Regions from separate parts of the Mus musculus genome. Here region 1 is linked to region 2. The links are chromatin contacts, called in public promoter capture Hi-C maps. All regions are on one chromosome and are shown on one strand. Each heading gives the region's core, a stretch centred on a gene start, on an enhancer-like site or on the middle of the called end of the contact. The rest is flanking DNA. Distances are from core to core; before and after follow the strand shown. Region 1 holds the start of Kcmf1 (potassium channel modulatory factor 1). Region 2 holds the start of Tmem150a (transmembrane protein 150A).

The links. Promoter capture Hi-C pulls out the DNA fragments that hold promoters and counts their contacts.
Region 1: a promoter capture Hi-C map of pre-B cells shows a contact between it and region 2, with 4 times the contacts expected there. The contact joins the promoter of Kcmf1 here to the promoter of Tmem150a in region 2. A contact is called at or near these places in 5 of 39 promoter capture datasets (cranial neural crest, liver, pre-B cells and 1 more) and 2 of 115 datasets of contacts at active chromatin or transcription factors (embryonic stem cells and pancreatic cancer cells).

The regions. Positions count from the first base shown.
Region 1 is chr6:72,898,383-72,902,746 of GRCm38.p6, forward strand. Kcmf1 (potassium channel modulatory factor 1) reads right to left here and starts at 1,597. Exons shown (of 7, transcript NM_019715.2): 1 at 1,232-1,597. The coding sequence starts at 1,247.
Region 2 is chr6:72,353,980-72,358,060 of GRCm38.p6, forward strand. It overlaps Tmem150a (transmembrane protein 150A), which reads left to right and starts at 1,504. Exons shown (of 8, transcript NM_144916.3): 1 at 1,504-1,565; 2 at 2,152-2,333; 3 at 2,743-2,790; 4 at 3,071-3,157; 5 at 3,970-4,037. The coding sequence starts at 2,269.

The DNA of each region.
Region 1 (4,364 bases), core at 347-2,846, 540 kb after region 2:
ATGTTAATTGATCTGAGTTTGTCACCTTAGAAAAGCCAAGGTCTGTACTTCCCTAAGAATGCCCTTCCCTCGGCGATAAACTGCCTCCTCAAACTTTCTTCACTTCCAAAACACCTATACAGGATTTGGAAAATCTTAGGGACTCAATTATTTTCAGGTCACTTATACAATCTTCCATTAACCGTACCGAAATAAACTTTTCACTAAGTCGGTGACTACTTTTAAAGGTAAAACCTGCTGTAGTGAAACAAAGAGAACATAGCCCCCTCCCCCCTTCCTAAACCATATGGTAGTAAATTCAAGTTAACTTATTTTTTCGCCAGTTCATCGCCCATCCATCGGCCTGAAAACACTTGTGCCTTTGTGCCGTGGGGCTGGGACGCGAGTGGTCTGATTCTTAACCACAGAACCCCAGCGTGTTTCCACAGGGCACCGCGGAAGTCCAAACGCCCCCCGACTGGAAGCCTGCTTCGGTGGGCAGCGCACGCGGGTGAGGGCCCGGGACCGGCCGGGAGCAAGTTCCGCTCCGGCGAGGTGACGGAGCAGGGAGTTTGCTCACCGCGGCCGGGCTGGATCCGCCCCGGGAACTTGGCTTACCCGAGCCCAGGGACGCGCAGAGGCCTACCGCGAGGCCGGGCGAGCTCCAGTCACAGAGGGCTGCCCGAGCCCGAGCCGCGGCGTCTTCCCGCCCGCACGGCCGCGGCCCTCAGGCGGGGCCGTCGCTCGCCCGCGGTCTCCCAGAGACCGGACGCGCCCGCGGGGCCCGGACCCCGCTCCCCCTTGTCGCGGCCGCACGCCCGAGACCCGGCTCGGCCACGGCGCCCGGCTCTTCCGGGAGCCGCCGCAGCTAGGCCGCGCCGGGGCCCCGCGGTTCCCCCGGGCGGGCCGGCCGGGCCTCGGCGTCCGGTATGTGTCCCGAGGGCCAGGCTCCCGCCGGTAACGGGCCCCGCCGCTTCCCCTCCCCCTCTCCCGCCCCATGACAGTGCAAAGCCTCCGGCCGCCCGGCCGCCCCGCCTCCGGCTCCAGGCCCAGCTCAGGGCCGCGGCCGCAAGCCACGGTTGCGGCCGCCGCTCCCGCTCGCTCTTCGGGCCGCGGTGGCCTCGGGTTCCCCAGCCCCGCGACTCGGGCCCGGCCCGCGTCCCCGCCGGTGCCCCGCTGCCCTCGGCGGCGCCCGGACTTCGGGCGGGGTAGGCCGAGGCCCAAGCGGTGGGGGCGGGGGCTCGGCTCTCACCTTCATGTCGGGACATCCTAGTTCAGACGCTGGCGGCGCGGCCCCTCCCGGGCTCCCGGCTGCAGTGTGCCCCCACCGCGGGCTCCCGGCGCTGCCCGCGCCCGGCCGGCCGACTCCCACTCGACTCCCGGGCTCGGCCGCGGGGGCGGGGTGGGCAGGGGAGCGCTCCCGCGGCGGCGGCGGCGGCGGCGGCGGGGAGGCGGCGCGGGGCGGGAATGGGGCCGGGCCTGGCCGGGGCTGAGCTCCTCCAGGAGGCGGGTCCGACGCGGCCGCGGCTCCGCCGGCGCCCGCCGTGACTCGGTCACTCTCGGGCCCCCGCCGGCTCCCGGCAGCGGCGCGGCGTCCGCAAATCCCGCTCGTCCCCTCCCCCGGCCCGCCCCCCGCCCGTCCGTCTCCCGGCTCCGGCCGCCGCCTCCTCCTCCTCCTCTTCCTCCTCTTCCGCCTCCTTCCGCCCGCACGCCCGCCCCGCCTCTCGCCGCCCTGAGGCCCCGCGGCCGGCGGGCGACCGTGCTTGGCGGCGGTCCTGCCGCGGTCCCGCAGGCACCCGAGCCCAGCCGCGGCCCGCCACGCTGCGCGTGGGGAGGACGAGGACGCGAAACGCCCCCGACGTGGCTCCCCAGCGCCTGGGCGCGCGGCGGCCGGGCCATCGCAGACGTCCCGGGGACGTGTGTGTGTTTGTGTGCTGCTTTGAAAGCCGGGGACCCAGAAGGGAATGGCAGTCGGGCCTCCGGGGCTCGCGGGTCCCCAGACCCAGGGGGAGGCCGAGGCCTAGCGAGCCGGCTCGGCCGCCCGCTCGAATGCGCTGCGGGAAAAACTTGGTGGGCTTCGGGGGTACTTTGCTTCCGGCTGTGTGTGCAGGTCTTTCCCTCCACCCAGGCTCCTTACAGGCTACTTTCTCTTCAGGCATTGCTAACTCGACAAACACTTGAGACTACCCCTGACCACGTGTCAGTGGTGGCGTGGCGCAGGTAGAACAGATCGCGCCCTGGAGTTAAGACGTGTTCAGCCCTGGGATTCTGGTTCTGATATGCTCGGTGTAACCTTGAACAAGTGACTTAACCTTGCTGAGCCTTCGCTCTAAATTGGTTCGCTTTGGGTGGTTAATTTTGCCTTGGTAGTCTCGAGATTGGACAAAGTTCCCAGCTAAGTTTACTGAAACTAGGGTCCAAGGTACTGCTTGCTTTGGCGATTTTCCTAATTTGCCCACCCTCCACCGACTGTGGGACCTGGACAAAGCGTTGGTTGCCTTAGCTTCTGTGACTTTCAAAAAGGGCAAGCATATCAATAGATGCAGGAGAGATACAGTACCAAGATTCGACGTGTAGAGTAGCAAAGGAAGGACCCTATTTGTTACAATATTTTATTGAATATGATTTAAGATATGTCTGGTTTTGAAAATACTAAAAGGCTTAATCCGAGAGACTACATAGTAGGTCATCCCTGTCTACCCAAGAAACTAGCTGTAATTAAATTGGGGGTGGTTTTGAGGCATGACCTCAGATAGCCCGAGGCAGTCCTTGAATTGCTCAAGTAGCTGATTCTGACCTTCCCATCTCCCAGGGGCTGGAACGAAAGGCATCTTCCACCACACCCCCACCTAATTTGGGTTTAAATGAGGACTAGATAACAAATATTTCTGTTTCGGGTGTGGAATTCCGCACACTACAGACCGGCCTGAGGAAGACTATGCCTAGTAGGGCTTACAAAGGGAGAGCAGGGTTTGTAGTTAGCCTGATCGACATCCTGGTTAGTGGGTCCTTTCTGACAACCCTACACATTTTATTATTGGCAAGTGATCCTGGGTGTAAGCCAGTTCCCTGAACTTGAGCTGTGAAAGTCAGGCTAGCAGCTCTTAACGCATACACAGGTGGTGAATAATGGTTTTTTATAAATTTGTATCAAAGTTTGTAAGCAGTTCTGTAAAAATGCTGGAGCATTTAGAGTAGCCAACAAAAGCAACACTTCCAGAAAGGAATACCAGTAAGTATGGAAAAAACTGGGTGAAAATAGAAAGGAGACTATTGAGGAGGAAGAAGGGGCTGGAGCTGTGAGGTGAAGTGTGCCCCAAGTCCCAAGTCTACGGAAAAGTCACTCAGGGTTGTGTACAGGCATGATGCTAGGGGAAGAAACATTAAAAACAAGTCTTACTGTATTGAAGGGTTAGCTAGTTTTTTTTTTTTTTTCACCTGCCTCTGCCTCCCAAGTGCTGGGTTTAAAGGCCTGTGTTACCACTGCCCGGTAGGGTTAGCTAGTCTTGTTCATGGGAGGAAACATAGCTTGGTCTGACCTCCAAGGGACTACCATGTTTTTTTGACAGTGATTTCATTGTTAGTATCCCAGCTTAGCCGTGAATCTCCAGCTCTTCCTGCCCTAGATCTCCTTCCCATGCCTCCTTGGTTTCCCCCATGTCCAGTTGAAAGTCACAGGTATCTTTACCAAACTTACTGTGTTCCATAGATGGCCCAGTTCTAGTCCTTAAAACAACAGTCAGATAAATCCTAATGAGATTTAAATACCATCAGTAGATCAGCAGACAATAGCTGCACCTTTTTGTGTTTTTCTGTACTTCTTTAAGGTTTTAAGATTAGGGGGAAATGAGCCAGGCGTAGTGGCACACATCCTTTAGTTCCAGCACATGGGATGCAGAGGCAGGCATAGCTCCCAGCCTGGTCTCCATGGAGTGTTCCAGGACAGTCAGCAGAGCTACACTGGGAGACCCTGCCTCAAAAAGACAAAAAAAAAAAAAAAAAAAAAAAAAGATTAGGGCAAGTGTCCAAGAGAAGGGCCAGAGAGATGGCTCAGCGGTTAAGAGCACTGACTGCTCTTCCGAACCCTGAGTTCAATTCCCAGCAACCACATGGTGGCTCACAACCACCCGTAACAAGATCTGGCGCCCTCTTCTGGAGTGTCTGAAGACAGCTACAGTGTACTTACATATAATAATAAATAAATCTTAAAAAAAAAAAAGAGTCCTGTCAGTCCTGTTAAAGCATGAAATAAGTCACCTGGACACAAATGACGTGAGCAATCCTATGCAGCAGAGTGAGGCTTGGGGAGCTAGATAGTCTACTGAGGACTTTTGAGATCATATTCTCTACTGTACTTGTAATCTTGACATTGCTGGGTATGCTTG
Region 2 (4,081 bases), core at 254-2,753:
CTGGAGGCTAAAGTCAGAAGGATCATTAGTATGAGGTTAATCTGAATTATATAATAGGACACTAATCCCCCTGCACCCCAAGATAGCTTTCAATGATGGTTCACAGCCTCACATAAAAGAGAAAAAGGTACCTGGTTAGTTGTAATGTAGTGGGACAGGAAGATGTTCTGTTACTGAGAGAGTCACCTTTGTCCCAAAGGTCAGAAGCTGGCCTGGATTTTATACCCACCTCCACCCCTGTCAATTCAGCCAGCTAGTCTTGTCCAGTGATCATTGCACAGCCATATTTCTTGGCCCTGTTTTCACTAAAGTTCTGATGGTAGGCGAGAAAAGGCCATTAGTAGTTTCTGTACCATTCCTGCCCTCCATTTGGATCCCCCAAAAGGTTTCTCCTCTTAAAGGTCCAGTTCACCACTTGTTTGGCTCTGTTTTGTTTCAGCACAGGACTTTGTGCAGCTAGCCCTGGTTTCACTAGGGGTGGCTATCTCCCACTCTTACCAGCCTGGGATCATATCCCCTTGGGATAATGATTCGCTGTCTCATGGGGGTCCCACTGCTTATAGGGAGAACCAGGAACAATTGTCCTATGTAAGCAGAAGTAGCCATGCCCTTTCCATCAAGAAAAGAATATCCAGGGAGCACACTCTTTCCATTAAGGAGAGACTAATAAATAACTTATCCCCACATAGTCCTGTTTTCTCTTCCTAGATTCCACTTGAGTCCCTCACCTTCCCTCTGCTAATGAACACCTGGCTGCTTTAATCTTTATCCGCCCTACACAGGCACCTGCATGTATTTAGAATGGATATCCTTTAGGACCCTATACCATATTTTAAGTAAGTGTTGTTGAGTCAGGAAACATCTTGGACACCGTGACTTATGGCCAGTTCTCGTGTGTCCCCAAAATAAAATCAAAGCCAGCCCTTTCCAGAGTTTGCTAAAAGGGACGGGCCGGAGGGTACAGAGTTGGGTAGCAGAACCCAGCCAGCTTTGGGTTTCCCAAGCCAAGCCTAGGCTCGGTGCTTGGCTTCTCACCCACCAGCCTCATGCCTGTTCAGACAGTGGCAGGCTTGGGGCGCCACACTGAGAGAGTTGAAGGAGCTTCCCCCAAAGTCATATAGTCCACTGAGACAGTGGAAAGCTTCTTCAAGCCACGTGCACGATGACAGCCACAGGCGACATGCACAGGCAGAGCTGCCGGGCTAGCCCGCCCGCACTCCCTCCGCAGGAATGACAACTGCCCTCTAGATCTTAAGTGTCAGAGGTGTCCGGGTCATAGCCTCGGGCGCCCAGGTCCCTTAGACTTGGGGCACCGCCCATGTTTCCCCCGTGACATTGCCGCGGGGGCTCGGGAGTTGTAGTCTCGGGCGGGGCTCTGGCACCCGGGCCCGGGCTGCGCGGACTCCACGTCCCGGCGGGCGGCGCGGCGGGCCTGGGGCCGCCAGGGGCGGGGCCGTTCGGCCCTTTAAACCTTTCAGGGCTGCTCCGAGGGCCGCAGCTGGAGACGCGGCCACGAGGGGGCCGAGCAGGGAGAGGCGGCAGCGGCGGCGGGGAGCTCCGGGGAGGTGCGTACCGGATTCCTTTTCTCCCGCGGCCTCCGAGGGATCGCCTTGGGGAGCAGGGCTCTGGAGGGAGGGGGTATTGTCGCTGGCTGCACACTCCTACCTAAATTGGGGTCCCCGTACCCACGCGAACTGGACCCGGTCAAGCTTCCCTCGAGAACCCGCCCCTTTGCCGGGGCGCGGTGGTCAGGTGGTTTGCCCGCCCGGCAACGACTCAGAGCCGCTCTCTCGGCCCGGCGCACCCTCCCAGGCTTTCCTTGGCATGATCCCCTTGATTGTCCTAGCTCCAGCCTTCACCAAGCCGACGTCCCTCAGGCCGGGGAGCGTGGCTCTCTTTCCAGATGTTACAGCCCTGCCCGAGTCTCTCAGCGCGCCCGTGGCATTTGGGTAGACCGCGGAGGCCCCAGATGGATAAGCCAGAGGGTGCCACGTTCCTGCCGGGGCTCATCCCAAAGTCTGGACAATCAAACGCCCAAGGAGAGCTCTGGATGAAGTGTTGCCCACCATCCCCATCCCCCTCCCAACCCCCCCCCCCCGCCCGCCCTGGTCAGTCACCAGACCCTGGACCTTGATCTCTCTCCCCAACCAGGCCAGGGCAGCTGATGATTGTGACCGAAATATCTCAAAGTAGCTGGGCCTGCCCCCTTTTCCCCACCTACCTGTTGTCCTTACCCCCAAACTACCACCACCCTGGCTCCACTCCCTCATGACCGCCTGGATCCTCCTTCCTGTCAGCCTGTCAGCCTTCTCCATCACCGGCATATGGACTGTGTGAGTAAGAGGGGTGTGGAGGGGGGGGTCTAATAGAAACTTGATGGCACACACACAAAGTCCCTTGTCCCGTTTGCAGGCTCCAGAATGGTACCCAGGGTCACTCTTTCTGTCTCCAAAGCTTGGCCTGATTCCTGGGCACACAGCCTCTTGGGACAAGCTGGCACCACTGCGGTCCAGCAGGACAGCTCTGACATACACTTGTAGACAGGGCAACTTCCAGAGGCTCTCTAGTGGAGGCAATTGTGCAGGGTCTGCTCCAGCATCAGTAACTACCTCCCTCTTCACCCCACCAAATAAATTCCCAGCCAGGGCATTGAGGCTGAATGAGGTCAAAAGTCAAAGAGCCAGGAGGTGGTGGTGGGGTCTGAAGAGCCATGAGGACAGGGTGACAGTTGTGCTCCCACAGGTATGCCATGGCCGTGATGAACCGCCACGTGTGCCCAGTGGAGAACTGGTATGGAGCACTCTACAGATGGCCTCACTCTAAAGCTCCCTTCATCTCTGTCCCTCCTTGAGCTCACAAGCTACACGGAGACCATAGGCTGTTCTCTGACATTGGTCTCCAGGCATGACATCCTGTTCATCTGCCCACTTCCCACCATCCCCTCATCTTCTTTGCTTCTGCTTCAGGAAGGTCCTGGGGATGTCTGAAAGATTTCCTCTTTGGAAAAAAAAAAGTTCTAAGATGCTCCTTCCCCCAATCTCCCCCCCCACCCCCGTGTCCCACCTGCCAGGTCCTACAATGAATCCTGCTCTCCTGACCCTGCTGAACAAGGGGGCCCTAAGAGCTGCTGCACCCTGGATGATGTTCCTCTCATCAGGTAGGTCCCTCCAGACTGTCAGAAATCCCCTCGGAGCTGTCTCTGGATCTTAAGAAGAAACATTAATATAATGTCAATTAATACTGCCAGGCCAGGCTTAGTGCCAAAGCTATAATCCTAGCTCTTGGAAAGCAGTAGGAAGATGAGCTCAAGGCCTGCCTGTGCTATATGAAACCCTGTCTGGAGAGGAGAAAAGTGGGAGCCTGGGCATCGGGCATGTGGTTCAGTTGGCAGAATGCCTGCCTAGCGTGCACATAAAAGCCCAGCACCACATAAAACTAGGTGTGGTAGCACATGCCTGCAATCCCAGCAAGAGCATCAGACATTCAAGATCACCCCCCAGCTAGTTTTTGGCCAGCCTGAGCAATGTAAGGCTGTTTCAAAGAAATAAGTGCACTACTTGCTATTTCTAGGAGCTGGGCATCCCACTGAGTTTTATATGCCAGTGGTGCCTTTTAATCCATCCTGCAGGTTAGGCTCTGTTCTTTTCACCCCCTTTAGCTGTGGAAACAGGCTTGGAGACACTTATTCAGGTCACACAGTCAATGAAAGTATGTGCATTTAAGCTCAGCACCTCTGAGTGGCCAGCACAAGTTCAAGAAAATCAGAGCAGCTGCAGGCCTCAGCAAAGGAGGCTGAGAGCTGCCAGCCACACTAGGGCATGTCTTTATCTCTCATACATATGTGCTCTTTAAATCAGAGGCTTGCCTGCTGCTGACCAAACACAGATAAAGCCCGGGAGAGGGGAGGAGCTGGGAGGGGTGTGGAGGGCCCCTGGTATGCCTGCCTCATTGTCCCTACCCCTCCCTCAGCAAGTGTGGCACATACCCCCCGGAGAGCTGCCTCTTCAGCCTCATTGGCAACATGGGTGCTGTTATGGGTGAGTGATACCATCAGACCCCTACCCCTCACCAGAAAAGCCCC